5 separate regions of the Mus musculus genome follow, and all the other regions are linked to region 2. Evidence: chromatin contacts called from public Hi-C and targeted proximity ligation data. All regions are on one chromosome and are shown on one strand. The core of a region is the stretch at or near the end of the contact, and the rest is flanking DNA. Distances in the headings are between cores, read along the strand shown.

Region 1 (2,700 bases), core at 18-2,517, 310 kb before region 2:
GCCCTACCCTGAACATCTTTTATCTGCATTAATCTGCATCCCACGATCTCCCTCACAATAACAGACAAGGGTAAGCAGAGGGCTGCACTAGCAAATTAATAGAAATGGGGAGAGATGGGGAGGGTACAGGAACTCTGATGTACAGCCAGCCATTCCAAAGCACAAGGGGACAGCCTGCTATCTGTTTCTGAAGGAGATCATCTGCCCAGGTAGGTGCCGGAGATGAGACATTCTGTGCAGAGCAGCATATGCCCTGTAGAAAGTAGAGAATGCTTACCCATCCCACTGATGGATGTCAATGGTCTATTTCACCAGAAAGTAAGCTGTAAATCCGGCACTGTTTAGTAGCCAAACCAGGGCGGATGTTTCCTGATGTTGTTGAAGAACATTGTCCTTCCCACCCAAGCATGTGACAAAAGAGACAGAGAAAGGTCTCAATGTTCTAAAGGGACAGTAAAACAGTTTATTATTAGAAAAGTTATTAATGCCATGGGCAGACAGACCAAGCGATAACAGAGAGGCAGAAGCTCTAAGGGGAGTTCAGGGCCCAACATGGGGACAGGTAGCACTGCAGGGGACACAGAAGAAAGGAAATCAGGGCTTCTATGGCAAAAGTCTGGGGCTAAAACCTTTCTGATGACAGGGAAATGGTTTCACAGCAGGAGTCTGTAGCGGGCTCTCTGATTCCTAGGGAGCAGGATGTATGCCACCAGCCCTCTCTTTGATGTAAACTCACTTCCCCAGGTGAGAACCCCTCTCACCTGGAAGTCTGTTCCTAGAGATTCAATGCCTCAGCAGACTACAGCTCAGGGTGTCTACTGTATCAATGAGCTTTTGGGTCAGGAGTCATTGGAACCCTCGGTCACTCCAGTCACACTGTATGCTCACCTGTACATTGGCTGGCTCTGGGTCGGGCTGAGGTCAGCCCCTTCTGGACCTCCAGCACCATCATGTCTCCTGGTTTGGGTGTTTTTCGAGATGGATCTCATTAAGCCCAGACTAGCCTTGAACTTGCTTTATAGGCAAGAAAGACATGGACCCCCCTGATCCTCCTGCCTTCACTTCCAGATCTAAACCATTATACCATTGTGAGCTCTTTCCTCCTCACAAGTGAGCTGTGCCCAGAACAGCTGCCCTGAACACCTGTTCAGGCTGGGTAGGACACAGTTGTGTTTCTATAGCTTTAAGAAACTTCTGGAGGTGGCCCAGCCTGTAAAAGAGGAAGTGTCATTCAGTTTACCTCTGATGAGGTCACGGCTTCCTTGCTTTGTAGTCTGTGGCCACCCCTCCCCTGGGAACATGAGGCTGACCCAACTCTGGCTCCCTGGAAGCAGGAGGTGGAGATGTGTGTGATTGGCAGGCCCTTTCAAAGGGTTTCTCTGAAGTAGCTTGGCTGCAGTTGGAAGGATACCTCCCTTGCTCCTTGGAGATCTTCTCTGCTATGCTAGCATTCTACATGCCCTTCCTTGGTGCAGGTGATGAGGGCAGGGCTGTGGGCCCCTGCAGATAGTCTTAGGAGACCCCCTCAAAAGGCTTTGAGAAACAGGGGAACCCTGAATTTCAAAGGAAAGCCTGGGCAAGTCCAAGTGGAACTGGGAACCTGGCTTTTCCCTGTCCCTCTCATGCTGAGACAGCACTACAGACTGCAGAGGAAGACAAGGCCCCAAGGCACACTGTTCCCCTGGTCTGTACCATATGGGATCCTCCTATCTCCTCCTATAATAATGGATGTTGGTAACAAGGTCCTTGGTATCTAACACCACACATACCCCAACGTCTCCCTCTGGTCTGTGCTCTGTCCCGGGCATCCCTGAACACAGACTGACTGGTCACCCACCTCTCTGTCCTGTCTGCATCCCATTTGTGGGAACTCAAAAACCCTAAAGAGAAGATCTGTCCAGGCATGGTGGCCCAACATACAAGGCCAGCCTCAGAAAACAAAGTTTCTTAGGATATAGTAGGTGCATAATAATAGTATCATCTCCCTGGGGAGTCTGAACATGCAGCTCAGGCTCTGTCAGTCACCAGTCAGGTCCCTGGGGCCTCAGATTCCTCACACTGAAAAAGAGGTCCTGCTAGGCTCACACTAACTCCCCTGCTACTGTCTACAAGTCCCATAGCTGGTGGGACTTAGTTGGACATAGTTGGTGGAAGATGATGCAGCTTCCAGCACAGTGAGTGTGGGCAGGGTACTTCCCTCCTCATCTGCAGAGGATGGCGCACACATTCTAACACCAAAGGGTCAGGGTCCTGACTCTGCATAGAGGCTGGGGCAGGGGCCTCTCAGGATGGTTTAGACTGCAGCCAGGCCCACTGGAAGACCAAGATCAAGAATGATGCTGGACCAGAAGCAGACTTGGTAGTCACAGCTGGGCTGGTTTCTCATGGGCTCAAAACCTAAAGAAGAGAAGGGAACCTTCCCGGGACTGAGGCTGACTCTTTGTGTCCTACCCATGTGCACACATCTCTGAACCTGGGGCTCCCTGTCAGAAGTTTCTCCCCAGGCCATTTCACAGTTACTGGAACCATTTAAGTCTTCTATGCCTGAGGCCAGAGATGGTGCTAACCACCTCATAGCATCCAGGACAGAGAATGACTAAGTCTTACAGGTCAGTTGTCAACCCTGACTCACCTCTCTGCAGATCCTGCTATAATTCCACCTGCTCCTGCACCCAGCTCACCATCCAGCAATTGCCCCTC
Region 2 (2,700 bases), core at 70-2,569:
CCAACGTCAGTGCTCCACTGCTGAGTGAAGTCTAACACCGCCTCCCGCCGAACACCACCTCCCCCCCCCCCCCACCTCACCGCATCCCCATTAGTTCTGTGTTACCCTGACTGGTTCTGAGCCAAGATGACTCCTGAGTTCAGCAAATCCTGTCTCCATCCCTAAAGTACCAAAGTATTGGTACCGCAAGGGCTAGGTATGATTGATTACCCATTTGTGTCAATCACTTGGGAGAGGGGTGGGGGCAAGTCTTTCTTCTATGTATCCTAGACTAGATTTACGGTTGCCATCCGCCTCCCTCGACTTCTGGCTAGCTGGAATGGCAGCCCTGCAATGCTGTGTCTAGTTTCCTCCTCCTCCTCCTTTATTGGAAGGAGAGCTGCTTTTCTTGTTCCTGGGACTATCTTTGAGCACTACACAGAATATGGAGCCTACCCCGATCCTGGGGTCCCTGCAGTAGGACCCTGTTTGTCTTTGGCCTGGGTTCTCAGTATGGGCTTTGAAGACATTGCAAAGCCTGCAGGGCGAGGCAGGAGCTGACACACCCGCCTCTTCTATAGAAAGGTTCCAGAGGCAGCTGGACAGGACTAGGAGCACACGCCAGCAACAAGTGAAGAAGGGACATACGTGCACAGAGCATGCTGGTCTAGCAGGCCTCAGAGCAGAACTTGGGGGCTCGGAGGCCAGAAAGCGGGAAGCCCCGACCAGATCTGCTCCCTGACAGCTGATAAAATTTAATCCTGAACTTGCTGGGCTTCCTTGGTGCTTTGCTAGGATTATCTAGGTTGTGGAGTCGCGCCGGGAGGTGGCGGTGTGGTCACGCGCACGGGTCTGGCCGCGTCCAAGTTCAAGCTCTGGGTGGGGAGCTAGCTTCCCGTCGCCGTTTCGTTAATAACTTAAAGAGCCAGGCCGAGGTGCAGGGGCGGGTGCGTGGCGGGACGCGGCCGAGGCTCTGCCACTCGGCGCGGGAGGACTCCGACTCTGGTCGCAGTGCCGGGCTGGCCGCGCCCGGAAACCAGACGTCGCCTCGCTCGGCCGCAGGGAAGGTCTCGGCTCGCGTGCCCTGGGTCGCTTCTGGGGTCCCTCATTCAGGGCAAGCACGCGGGGGGCCGCCACAGCGAGTCCCCCCCCCCCCATCCCGCCGGCGCGCGCCGCCTCCAGCCTCCTCCCCTGCCCCCCTCTCTCCCTGCCACCTTCCCTCCTCCCCGCCTCCTCCCTCCCCGCTGTCCCCTCCTTCCCTCCCTCCCCGCCGTCCCCTCCCTCGTCGTCCCTCTCGCCCCTCCTCCTCCCCTCCCTCCTCCCGCTCCCCTCCCCCTCCGCTCCCGCCGCCTCCGCCCGCCGCCCCGGCCGCGTCGGGTAAACCTGTTCTGCGAGGCGGCCGCGCCGGGGCGGATCGAGCGGCCGGCGGCTCCTCGCGGCTCGCGGCGTCGGGGCCCGTGGAGCGCGCGGCCGGCCCTCGGCCGCGGCCCTCGGCAACGCCACCATGTACTCGGGAGCCGGCCCCGGTGAGTCCGCGCGGCGCCCGGCACTCGTGCCGCGGCGGTTGGCGGTTGGCGGGCGGGGCAGGCGAGGGCGGCGGGGCCTGTGGGGCCGCGGCGTAGCCTCGGGGCGGCCGGGCAGGGCCTCGGGGCCGGGAGGCCCAGTGCACCCGAGCAGCGCCACCGGGACGTGTGCGGGGGCCCAGGCTCGGCCTGCAACGGGTCTCCGTCCTCCCGCAGCGCTCCTCCCGCCGTTCCCGAGCGCATAGCTGTGGGGCCCAGCACGGCGGGCCTGGGGCGGGGAGCTGGACGGGTCGGGAACCGAACCACGGGGCCCCGGGACCGCGATCGGTCGCTTGGACGCAGTTTCACGCCGGGCAGCCGCCCTCCCCATTCAAGTGCTAATCGCCCTGCGATTTCCTAGCGGAGCGGGTGGCCGCCGTGGCACCCCTTTCCCACCAGCGTGCCCGTTTCTCTGGAAAAGTTCCAGAAAACTTAAAAACACGGACGCATTTCCCCACCCCGCTCCTGGAGCCGAGCGGAGGGCGGTTTACTCGCGGGGTTGAGAAAACAAGTGTTGGGGAGGCTTTTTCGCCTTCTCCCGCCAGGCACGTGGCTCCATTTCCCGGCTGCCCCGCCGCTTGCTCGGGCTCAGCCTGCACCCCTTTGTCCGCCAGGCTGTACTTGGCGCCCGCGGGCCCTCCCTGCTGCCCACCTGACCTAGTGGTTCGGCCCTGGGGCCTCCCCAGACTTCTTCACTGTGGGGTCTGGAAGCCTCCCAGATCCTCCCGGGTTCCCTATGGTGCCTGCTCCGGAGCCTAGTGCGCCTCCGCTCCTGATGTCACAGGGCTCCTCGAATGCCCACTGACCAACTTGTAAATGCGTTAAAAGGCTTCCCAACGATTTGAAGACCCTTTTAACCTTGCGCTTGGGAGGTGCCCGGGTCCTAGGGACAGATGTTGGGGCCTGGAGGTCCCTGCGAAATGGCCAGCGGCAGCCTCCTGCCAGATTGGGAACCCCCCCCCCACCCCCACCCCCCAGCTCAGCGCTGTGGAGGAACCCAGCAAATCTTAGCTCCAAATTTGTACGTTTTCCCAATGTGTCAATTTCTAGTGACTTCCTCGGGGACGAGGCCAGGCTTTCGTCAATTTCGCGTGTTGATTGATCCCTTCAGCTTGCCACAGTGGGTCTTTCTTGAAGACGCTGGACAGTGGAGGCTCAG
Region 3 (2,700 bases), core at 34-2,533, 360 kb before region 2:
AATGCATGTAATTAGCATGGTCCTGGAAAAGGCAGAGGCACCCATAACACTGTTGAGGGCAGCTTTGTGTGTCTTGGACAAGAACCCATGTGTTGTGGATGGGCCTGGTGCTGCTCTTGTGAACCAATTCCCTAAGGAATAAAGGAGCCAATCACTGGGCGAGTAAGGACTTCCGAGTTAGACAGAGGAAGAGAGGAAACAGGAGAGAGTTAGGTGTTTTTGGTGGGCACAACATGAGGACAAGATGTAATTACGAGTGTCTCTGGGTTCCAATGGTGGATCTGTCAGGATTTGCCCCTGGAGGATTTAGATTTAATAAGGCTTCCAAGTTAGGATTTTAGTTGTTGTGCCTAGTGATTGAGTTACTGTTGTTTCAGAACTAAGTTTGTGTTGTGTCTTTCTTCACGGAGGTGGCTCGTCTGGGTTCAAGAGAGAAAGGTATGATGGCAAAACGTGGGTTTGCTTGATGTGTACCACAAAGGTCATGGGGGATTTGAAGCCTGGGGTTAGTGTGGTAGCAACCCACCAGGAGGAACTTAGCAAGCTGGGTGGAGATGTTCCAGGAGCTCCAGGCCAGAGAGTCTTCTTGAGATAAAAACAAGTCGACCATTGCCTGCTACTGCAGGGCCGGCCAGCCCACCAGTAAGAGAGTTGCTGGTGCATGCCAGCTCATTTTTTGTTATTATTATTTCCCGCAACACCTACATGCCCCTTCCAGGGCATTCCCAATACCCCAGAGGTAAAGAAGAGTCCATTTGTTCCCAGAGAGGCAGTAACTATTCTCCATGGGACAATTATGTTTTTAAAACTATGAATATTAAGTAAAAATGCTAGGACTGGGCCCTTGAAGATTAAGCTGATAACCAAAGCCAAGATATGCCTGCTAAGTAGGGCCTAGCCTTTAGAAGCATTTGTCACCTTAACAGTGGCCTGGGCAGTGGTAGCCCAGTACTCCCACTGCAAAGATTCGAAAGGTCAGGACTAAAGAGACCGGAGCTAAGTGCCACAGGCATTCTGAAGCCCCCTGGGGACTAAACACTGACCAAGAGTTGAAGTCCCTCTCCTCCTAAAAGCTTCCTTGGAACAGGGGACCAGAGGTAGCCACTGCATCCACACCCATGCGAGAGGTGGTCCTTTGGCTATGGAGGCTGGAGGAAGGTGGAGCCCACAATGGTCAGGGAGCTCAGATGAACACAGAAAAGGCAGGCAGACTGTGTCCCAGAGTGAGTGTGCACACACCTGCCAAGCCCAGAAAAGGAACTGGTCTGTCTGAGGTCAGACACCCAGGAAGTGGCTACCAAGGGGCTCACACCTCCTCCTACTGCTCTGAGCTTTGAGACTTTTTCATTTCCATACTGTCTTTTCAGACAGACAGCCCGAGCTAAGACCAGCAGCTGCAAGGCCATGCATGGCACCCAACAATCTTCCGTACCCAGTAAGGACTCTGTGGGACACACCGTAGACGCCTATGATGTCACACAGACCAGGAAGAGCCTTGAGAAGGTTTTGCAGAAATACAATAATAGCTTGTAACTATCTAACAGCAACCTTTAGGAAGGGACTGGTACCGACCAGGGGCATCCCATCACACATCTGTAAATACAGACATGTATTTTATCTATCACACACACAGTGGTGGGGGCAGAGACACAAAATAGTTTTTAAAAACCAGTTTTTTGGATTTTTTTCCCCTGTTTTTATGGAGGCACGAACTCAGCCTCACTATGACCACATTCACACAGGGTAGCTTGAAACCCAGACTGGTCCCGAACTCACAAGCACCAATGCTGCACCAGACCCCTGAGCTGCTAAGATAACAGGCATTTACCACCATGCCTGGCCAAAATAGTTTATATTCTTAAGAACATTCCCTCCCTCAGAAGCAGGCTATGATCTCTAAGCTGCAACACTGGGGGAATAGACGCAGGAGGGTAGCACCTCACCTGGACTGCTGCTTCTGCAGTTTGAGGTGTCCATTATCCGAAGCGATGAGTTCCTGGGAGGCAGCTCGGGCAGGGAGATGTCCTGCAGGTTGGGCATGCTGACCACCATGCGTCTGTGGGTGATGTGCAGGGGTGAGGCCTTCCTGGAGGCCATCTTCTCCACAGTAGGTCTCCTTGGACTTATCAGCATCCTGTCTATCCTAGGGAAAAGCAAGAGTTCACTTCATGGGCACGAAGATGTAAGTGTGAGCCTCTACTCCCTATCGCACCCAGAGCAATGAGCAGGGTGAGAGGCATGCACGGGTAAGAACCTGTCACTAAGTCCAGCCTCAAGTAGCTCAAGGGGAAAGGACAGAGGTTCTCAGCCCACAGTCCCAGAGATGGACAGGGCACGGTCGTGGGTGATGCACACGAGATATCAGGAAAACACAGGGGAAAAAAAATAGGCCTGTGAATGGGGAACATGGGAAGGAAATGAAGACGGACAGAGATCAGGGTGTGGCAGGATGCTCCGCCAGGCACACAGAGCCTGCCTGCACGCAATGGGGACACACAGAGGATGCACCTTTGGAGGTTCCTGGCGAACTGCTCAATAGCCCACTGAACTGATCATCTGTATGTCCAAATGAAATGGACGTATGAACCCTCAGTCCCCCAAAGAGGACCTCGAACAGAGCTAGGCACCTGTCCTCCTCAGACTGAGTGTCGAGGTCCATCCGAGCAAAGGCGTCCATCCTGCCGTTGAGCCGCGCCTTCA
Region 4 (2,701 bases), core at 140-2,639, 260 kb after region 2:
AATTACACCTGAGCTGTGTCTTAGAAATACTTTCATCACTTGGCACTGGCAGGAAATCAGCTGTTCCCTTCCCATGGGTTTGCTCGTTACTTGAATGTGTCATTCTTTAATCTCCAGAACTTAATACAGAAGTCAGTAGTGCAGTAAGACACCTCTCAGGTAAGCCACATGCTTGGTAAGGAAGGGCTGGGCTGCACGCAGGGCTTCTCATGGGACTTGGTTATTGGCCTTCAGTTGTGCGGGGCATGGGTGGTTGGTGACGCTCTGCTCTCCCCATACGATCCCCTGTTGGAGCGTGTGGGTGACAGTCCAGCCTGTGCACTCTCTCACTGTTGTCGCTCCTGCTCACTTTCGACTGCTTGACCTGTCCTGTGTTCAGCAAGGCGGCGTAGTGATCTCCTCTGGGTGCTCTCTCTTCTCAAACTTCCAGAGCAGATGCCCACATCTCGGGAGTAGCCGGAGCCTTGCCTGGCACCTCTCAGGCAAGCAGTGACCACTGCTTTGCTGGCTTAGAATGCATGAAGTCAACCAGCCCCATGGTCTGCCAGGTCTAGTAACTCACACAAGGGTTTGTCAAGCTGACTTCAAAAACACCATTGCGTGAGCCACACTTGAGGAAGGCAGGCATCTGTATAGGCCTTCTTGCTCCAGCTCTTCTTCCTAAGATGGTGGGCCTTCCTCCTTGTCCTTAGAAAGTACATTTCTAGCATGGTGAAGTTGAATGCTTCTGGGTATGTAAGACCACGTGGTGGAGCCTTGAAACAGTAGCAGTGGGAGGTAGAGAAGAACAGCTCTTCTGCTAGGGAGTGGAGCAGGCAGCCCTCCCCCGACCCCTGTTCCTGTCCACATGGAACCTGGGGCCAGAGCAGTCACAGGACCCAGGAGTCCAGTAATGAGATGGCAATGTACCATGCAGACGTCAGTCACCCCACTGATTTCCTGTCTTTTGGGCCCAGCCCGCTTCTGAGTCGTTATGCTATTTTTATATAATTACTGTTTTTAACATTATGGCCTTGCAGGGTGAGAGTTTAAAAAAAAAAATCAATATTGTAGACTGGTTTCTGCTTTGTGTCGTCAGAGAGCCCAGAGTCATGGGAAGTGAGGAGGGCCCTGCGTATTTGCTTCTTGCGGGTAGATGTGTTGCTGAGAGCAGGTTCCTGTGGCTCAGTGTGAACATGTGGGAAGGCTCCAAGGTCAGACTAGCCTCAGTGGACATTACAGCCTACATAGGCTCACCTACTTGGGTTTCAAGCGGCCTTGCCGTTTAGGGGCTGGCTCACCGCACCGCGTTCCTTGCTTTGATGGCAGCCTTTGCTCACATTTGAGATGGTTCTGTGCCACTCTTCTGCTTGTGGTGACACACAGGAGGCAGCAGGCACAGCTGTGCACAGCCCTACACTGTCAAGTGCTCAGGAAACAGGAGCGCTTCCTGCAGGCTGCCGCCGCCGCCGCCGCCACTGTTATCTTATGAAACACTTGGTTTGCTGCCTTCCTGGGCATCTCTTAGCCCAGTACTCAGTTGTCATTTGATGGTGCTAAGGATCAAACTTAGGCCCTTGACCATGCTGAGCTACACACATTTCTGTTCATTCTGCTTCCTGTTTTTTACTTTCTCTCTCTCTCTCTCTCTCTCTCTCTCTCTCTCTCTCTCTCTCTCTCTCTCTCTCTCTCTCTCTCTCTCTCTCTCTCTCTCTGTGTGTGTGTGTGTGTGTGTGTTGCTAGGTATTGGACCCAGGACCTTGTATATGCCAGGCAAGTGCTCTAACCCTAGGCTACACTCCAACACCTTCTTTCTTTCTTATTATTTTTGAGACATGCTCTTTTTCTGTTATCCAGGCTAGCCTAGAACTCATGATGTAGCCCAGGCTAGCCTCATTTGGCAATCCTCCTGCTGCTCTCAGCCTCCTATGCCCAGGGTGGGGTGGAGTGGGATGGGGTGTCTTAGTGTGAACCATTATACCTTGCTTTTGCTTTATTTTAACCCGGGGACTTTATTTTTATTTTTACTTTTTTATTTACCTGTTACTTGCTGCAGACCTGTTTTTGTTTTTCTGGCTTACATATATATGGTCTTTATCTGGTACTGATTTCTAGACAGAGCTTTAAGGAGCCGGTTGGCAGCAAGTTGGGGTCCCCAGGGAGCTTGGAGTGTGGCAGCACACTGGACTGTGTGCAGCACAGCATATCCACAAAAGCAGAGGCCAGGACAGAGGCCATAGGGAAATCTCACTCTTGCCTTTTCTGCTGTCTCTGCTGGGTACCCGTCTGTTCTCTGTTCACCATTTCCTCTTCTTACCCAGCTCCTCCACAAACCTGTGTCAAGCAGCGTCTCCCCACCTTGGCTCATGCTGGTCACGGGGGCCCCATGTGTGTCTGACCCAGGCCCCCACCTGTCTGTCTGTGAACATATCCATGTGCTTAGAATCTGGCTGACCCCTGATGCCTTCCTTGATCTACAGCTCTGGCCTTCATCCCTGGGTACAGTGCGCATTACTTTTGGGTAAGGGCTTTCCCAGTTCCTTTCAGAAGGACTAGCCATGTCGCTCCCACTATACCTGGCAGCTTACACTTACTTTGCTTGATTATGTGTTCTTCAACAGCCCGGCATTTATTTACATTCTATGAGGTTGCTGTGCCAGCACACGAATAACGCATGGCGCCCGTCCCCAGGAGCTCACAGTTCAGCGTGGGAGTCAGGCAG
Region 5 (2,700 bases), core at 120-2,619, 290 kb before region 2:
CTATACAGAGAAGCCCTATCTCAAAAAAACCACGAGAGACAGAGAGAGACAGAGATACAAAGAGAGAGAACTCTGCTGTTCTCAGTGAGGTTTCAGAGGGAGCACGTTGCTGTTCTCAGGTTCGCAATGCATGATTCACCATTCCCAGGTGTGACAGTTTGAATGAAATGTCCCCTGCAGTCTCTGGCGCGTGAACACTTGTTTGAGGAGTCTTAGGAGTTGTGGCCTTGTTGGAGGAAGTGTGCCACTGAAAGTGGGCTTTGAGAATTTAAAGATGCAAGCATTGCTAGCTGAGTCTCTCTGCTTTCTGCTTGCAGTTTAAGAAGCGAGCCCGCAGCTTCTTGCTCCTGCCGCCGTGCCTGCCTGTTGCCACGCTCCCTCACTGTGCTGGTGATGGTGACGGTCTCCTCTCCCTCTGGAACCTTAAGCACAAGTAAATCCCTTCTTTCTTTAAGTCATCTTGGTGATGGTGCTTTATCACAGCAATAGAAACGTCACTAATTCACCGGGACGCAAGCACGCCTAGCCTGCTCCCTATAAAGAACTGCACTGTGGTCTTGCTAAAGGCTCAACAAAGCCTGATGCCCTGAGTTCAGACCTTACATGGGGAAAGGACAGAGCTGAGTCATGCAAGTGAATGAACTGGGTAATTCATTCACTAACTAATTAAGTGGCAATTTAAAAAGATGCGCTTGTCTTCTGACCTGAAGTGAAATGTGTCAGGTGATCTCCTTGAAGGACTTTAGAAGAGGTTTTATTCTTAGCCTGAACATGGTGGTTGGTTACTTTGTAGCATTGGGGAGTGGATCTAGGGCTTTGTGCTTGCTAGGCAAGAAGTCTTTTTTACTTTTTATTTTGGTCTCACTAAGATGTGCACCATCATTCTGGCCCAGCTGGGGTTTTGAAGGATGGTTAAGAGTTTGACCACCTGGTCTCCGTGTCTGGGTTCCTTACCCTAACCATGTATCTCCATTTGTCACATGTATGTTAAGCAACTTCTGCAGGTACTTGGTTGTCAGAATGTAGCCCCTGTGGGTAGCATACCTCATTCGTCTCTGTCTATCTCACTTCTAGTTCCTGGTGGTCCTGACCCAGTCTCAGCCTGAGTTTATGCTCCATACAGGTTTGTGAGTCAGGGTTTTTCTAAGTGTTGGTGGGACTTTGGATGAAGGCTGTCAGGAGAGCAGAGGAGACAGTGGGGTCCATTGTGTGCTCTCTCCCCGGACACCCCCCCGCCCACCCCGTGTGTGTGTGTGTGTGTGTGTGTGTGTGTGTGTGTCCCGCCAAGAGGCAAGCCCTTTGTGTCCTGGCCTCCAGCCTTCCACCTTCTCCCTGGCAGTGACAGCAGTTGCCAGCAGGGGGCACCATGTGGCTGCCTGGGAAAACAAAGGCCGAGTGCCTCACCACAGAGTCCCAGGAAGTGGCTGGACAAGGTTTGGGAGCTGAGCCCTGAGCGGACCAGTCCCCAGGGACAGTACAAGACAAGAGCAGCTATGATCTTGAGAGTCACCGTCTAGGAGCCACCTCCCAGGGTCATAGGCAGTGCTACCCATGCTCTGGGGACTCTGGCTGCCATACCTGCTCCAGGGGGCTCAGGCCATTGAGGAGATGTCCGGAAAATGACTCCTCAGTTAGGCCTCTGTTGGTGAGCAAACGGCAACAGGGCAATGCAGAGAAGGGTCCTGAAGTACTCCAAAGGTGGTCACAAAGCAGGCCTGAGAGGAACTGGGAACTCGTCAGAGGTCACCCTGGAACCCAGCTCTCTCTGTGCACTCTTCTCATTGGACCATTCTAGTGAGGATGAAGTCAGACAAAGTCCAAGGATTGCTTGGGGGCGACACAGATGAAGCTAGACCAAATGCCCCACCCCTACCCCCAACACCCACCCGAGGAACTATATCAGGCAACTGGGACCAGAAAACACCCCTTCTATTCCACCTTGAAAGTTTCTCTAGAGTATGACACCTGTGCAGAGATGTGGCCTGCATCTCTATGCAGGGCATAGGAGTCCTTCTACTCTATGCTACCCAGTGGTCCTGCACGGGGCATTCCAGGGCTTCTAAACAGTCAGTGACCATTCCAGTCCTGGCTCTGTTAAAGGCGACCATGAGTTCTTGGCATTCTTTATGGAAAGGTGCTCCAGAACAAAAGACTAGGGCTGGAGAGATGGCTCAATGGTTAAGAGCACTGACTGTTCTTCTGGAGGTCCTGAGTTCAAATCCCAGCAACCACTTGGTGGCTCACAACCATCTGTAATGAGATCTGATACCCTCTTCTGGCGTGTCTGAAAACAGCTACAGTGTACTTGCATATAGTAAATAAATAAATCTTTAAAAAAAAACAACAACAACAAAACCAAGATCAGAAGAGCGTGTGAGAATCCACAAGGTTCTTGTCCCTGGCCTGTGCTTGCAGAAGGGCAGGTCACTGTTTCTCACTGTTTCTCAGCCACCATGTGCAGACATCCAGCTACACACAGCTTCCTGGGCTGGGCTCCAGCCAGATTGGATCTGCCCCCTCCGATGCCACCAAGCCCAAGCTACCAACCACCCTTGCATTCTGCTCAACCTACAGATTCGAGGACTTTCACTTTTACTAGAAAACTTGTGGCCCATGTGTTCTTGGGGAGACTGTTTAACTCAGCAATGTGTCTCCTCATTTTAAAATGGGAGGGTATCCACCTGCAGAAACTTGCTGAGA

What was found. A called contact is a pair of places that touch in the nucleus more often than the background predicts.
Region 1: a targeted proximity ligation map of the SCID.adh cell line shows a contact between it and region 2, with 9 read pairs. A contact is called at or near these places in 1 of 484 Hi-C or Micro-C datasets (embryonic stem cells) and 2 of 130 datasets of targeted methods (the SCID.adh cell line and embryonic stem cells).
Region 3: a targeted proximity ligation map of memory CD8 T cells shows a contact between it and region 2, with 15 read pairs. A contact is called at or near these places in 9 of 39 promoter capture datasets (the 3T3-L1 cell line, 3T3-L1-derived adipocytes, the C10 cell line and 4 more), 8 of 484 Hi-C or Micro-C datasets (the HL-1 cell line, the N1E-115 cell line, embryonic stem cells and 2 more) and 10 of 130 datasets of targeted methods (the NIH/3T3 cell line, astrocytes, embryonic forebrain and 6 more).
Region 4: a contact with region 2 is called in a Hi-C map of LSK cells, with 10 times the contacts expected there. A contact is called at or near these places in 2 of 39 promoter capture datasets (liver and pre-B cells), 5 of 484 Hi-C or Micro-C datasets (CD4 T cells, the G1E-ER4 cell line, LSK cells and 1 more) and 1 of 130 datasets of targeted methods (memory CD8 T cells).
Region 5: a Hi-C map of the N1E-115 cell line shows a contact between it and region 2, with 5 times the contacts expected there. A contact is called at or near these places in 3 of 39 promoter capture datasets (liver, stem cell-derived epiblast-like cells and trophoblast stem cells), 8 of 484 Hi-C or Micro-C datasets (the N1E-115 cell line, embryonic stem cells and nephron progenitors) and 1 of 130 datasets of targeted methods (pancreatic cancer cells).

What each region holds. Positions count from the first base shown.
Region 1 is chr15:73,490,993-73,493,692 of GRCm38.p6, reverse strand. No RefSeq gene overlaps it. Among named protein-coding and RNA genes, the nearest start is that of Dennd3, 20 kb to the left of the region's middle.
Region 2 is chr15:73,183,566-73,186,265 of GRCm38.p6, reverse strand. It overlaps Ago2 (argonaute RISC catalytic subunit 2), which reads left to right and starts at 1,319. Exons shown (of 19, transcript NM_153178.4): 1 at 1,319-1,505. The coding sequence starts at 1,484.
Region 3 is chr15:73,544,389-73,547,088 of GRCm38.p6, reverse strand. It overlaps Dennd3 (DENN/MADD domain containing 3), which reads right to left. Exons shown (of 23, transcript NM_001081066.1): 11 at 2,628-2,700; 12 at 1,944-2,143. Among named protein-coding and RNA genes, the nearest start is that of Dennd3, 33 kb to the right of the region's middle.
Region 4 is chr15:72,927,624-72,930,324 of GRCm38.p6, reverse strand. All of the region lies in intron 14 of Trappc9 (trafficking protein particle complex 9), which reads left to right. Among named protein-coding and RNA genes, the nearest start is that of Gm31665, 43 kb to the left of the region's middle.
Region 5 is chr15:73,471,625-73,474,324 of GRCm38.p6, reverse strand. No RefSeq gene overlaps it. Among named protein-coding and RNA genes, the nearest start is that of Dennd3, 40 kb to the left of the region's middle.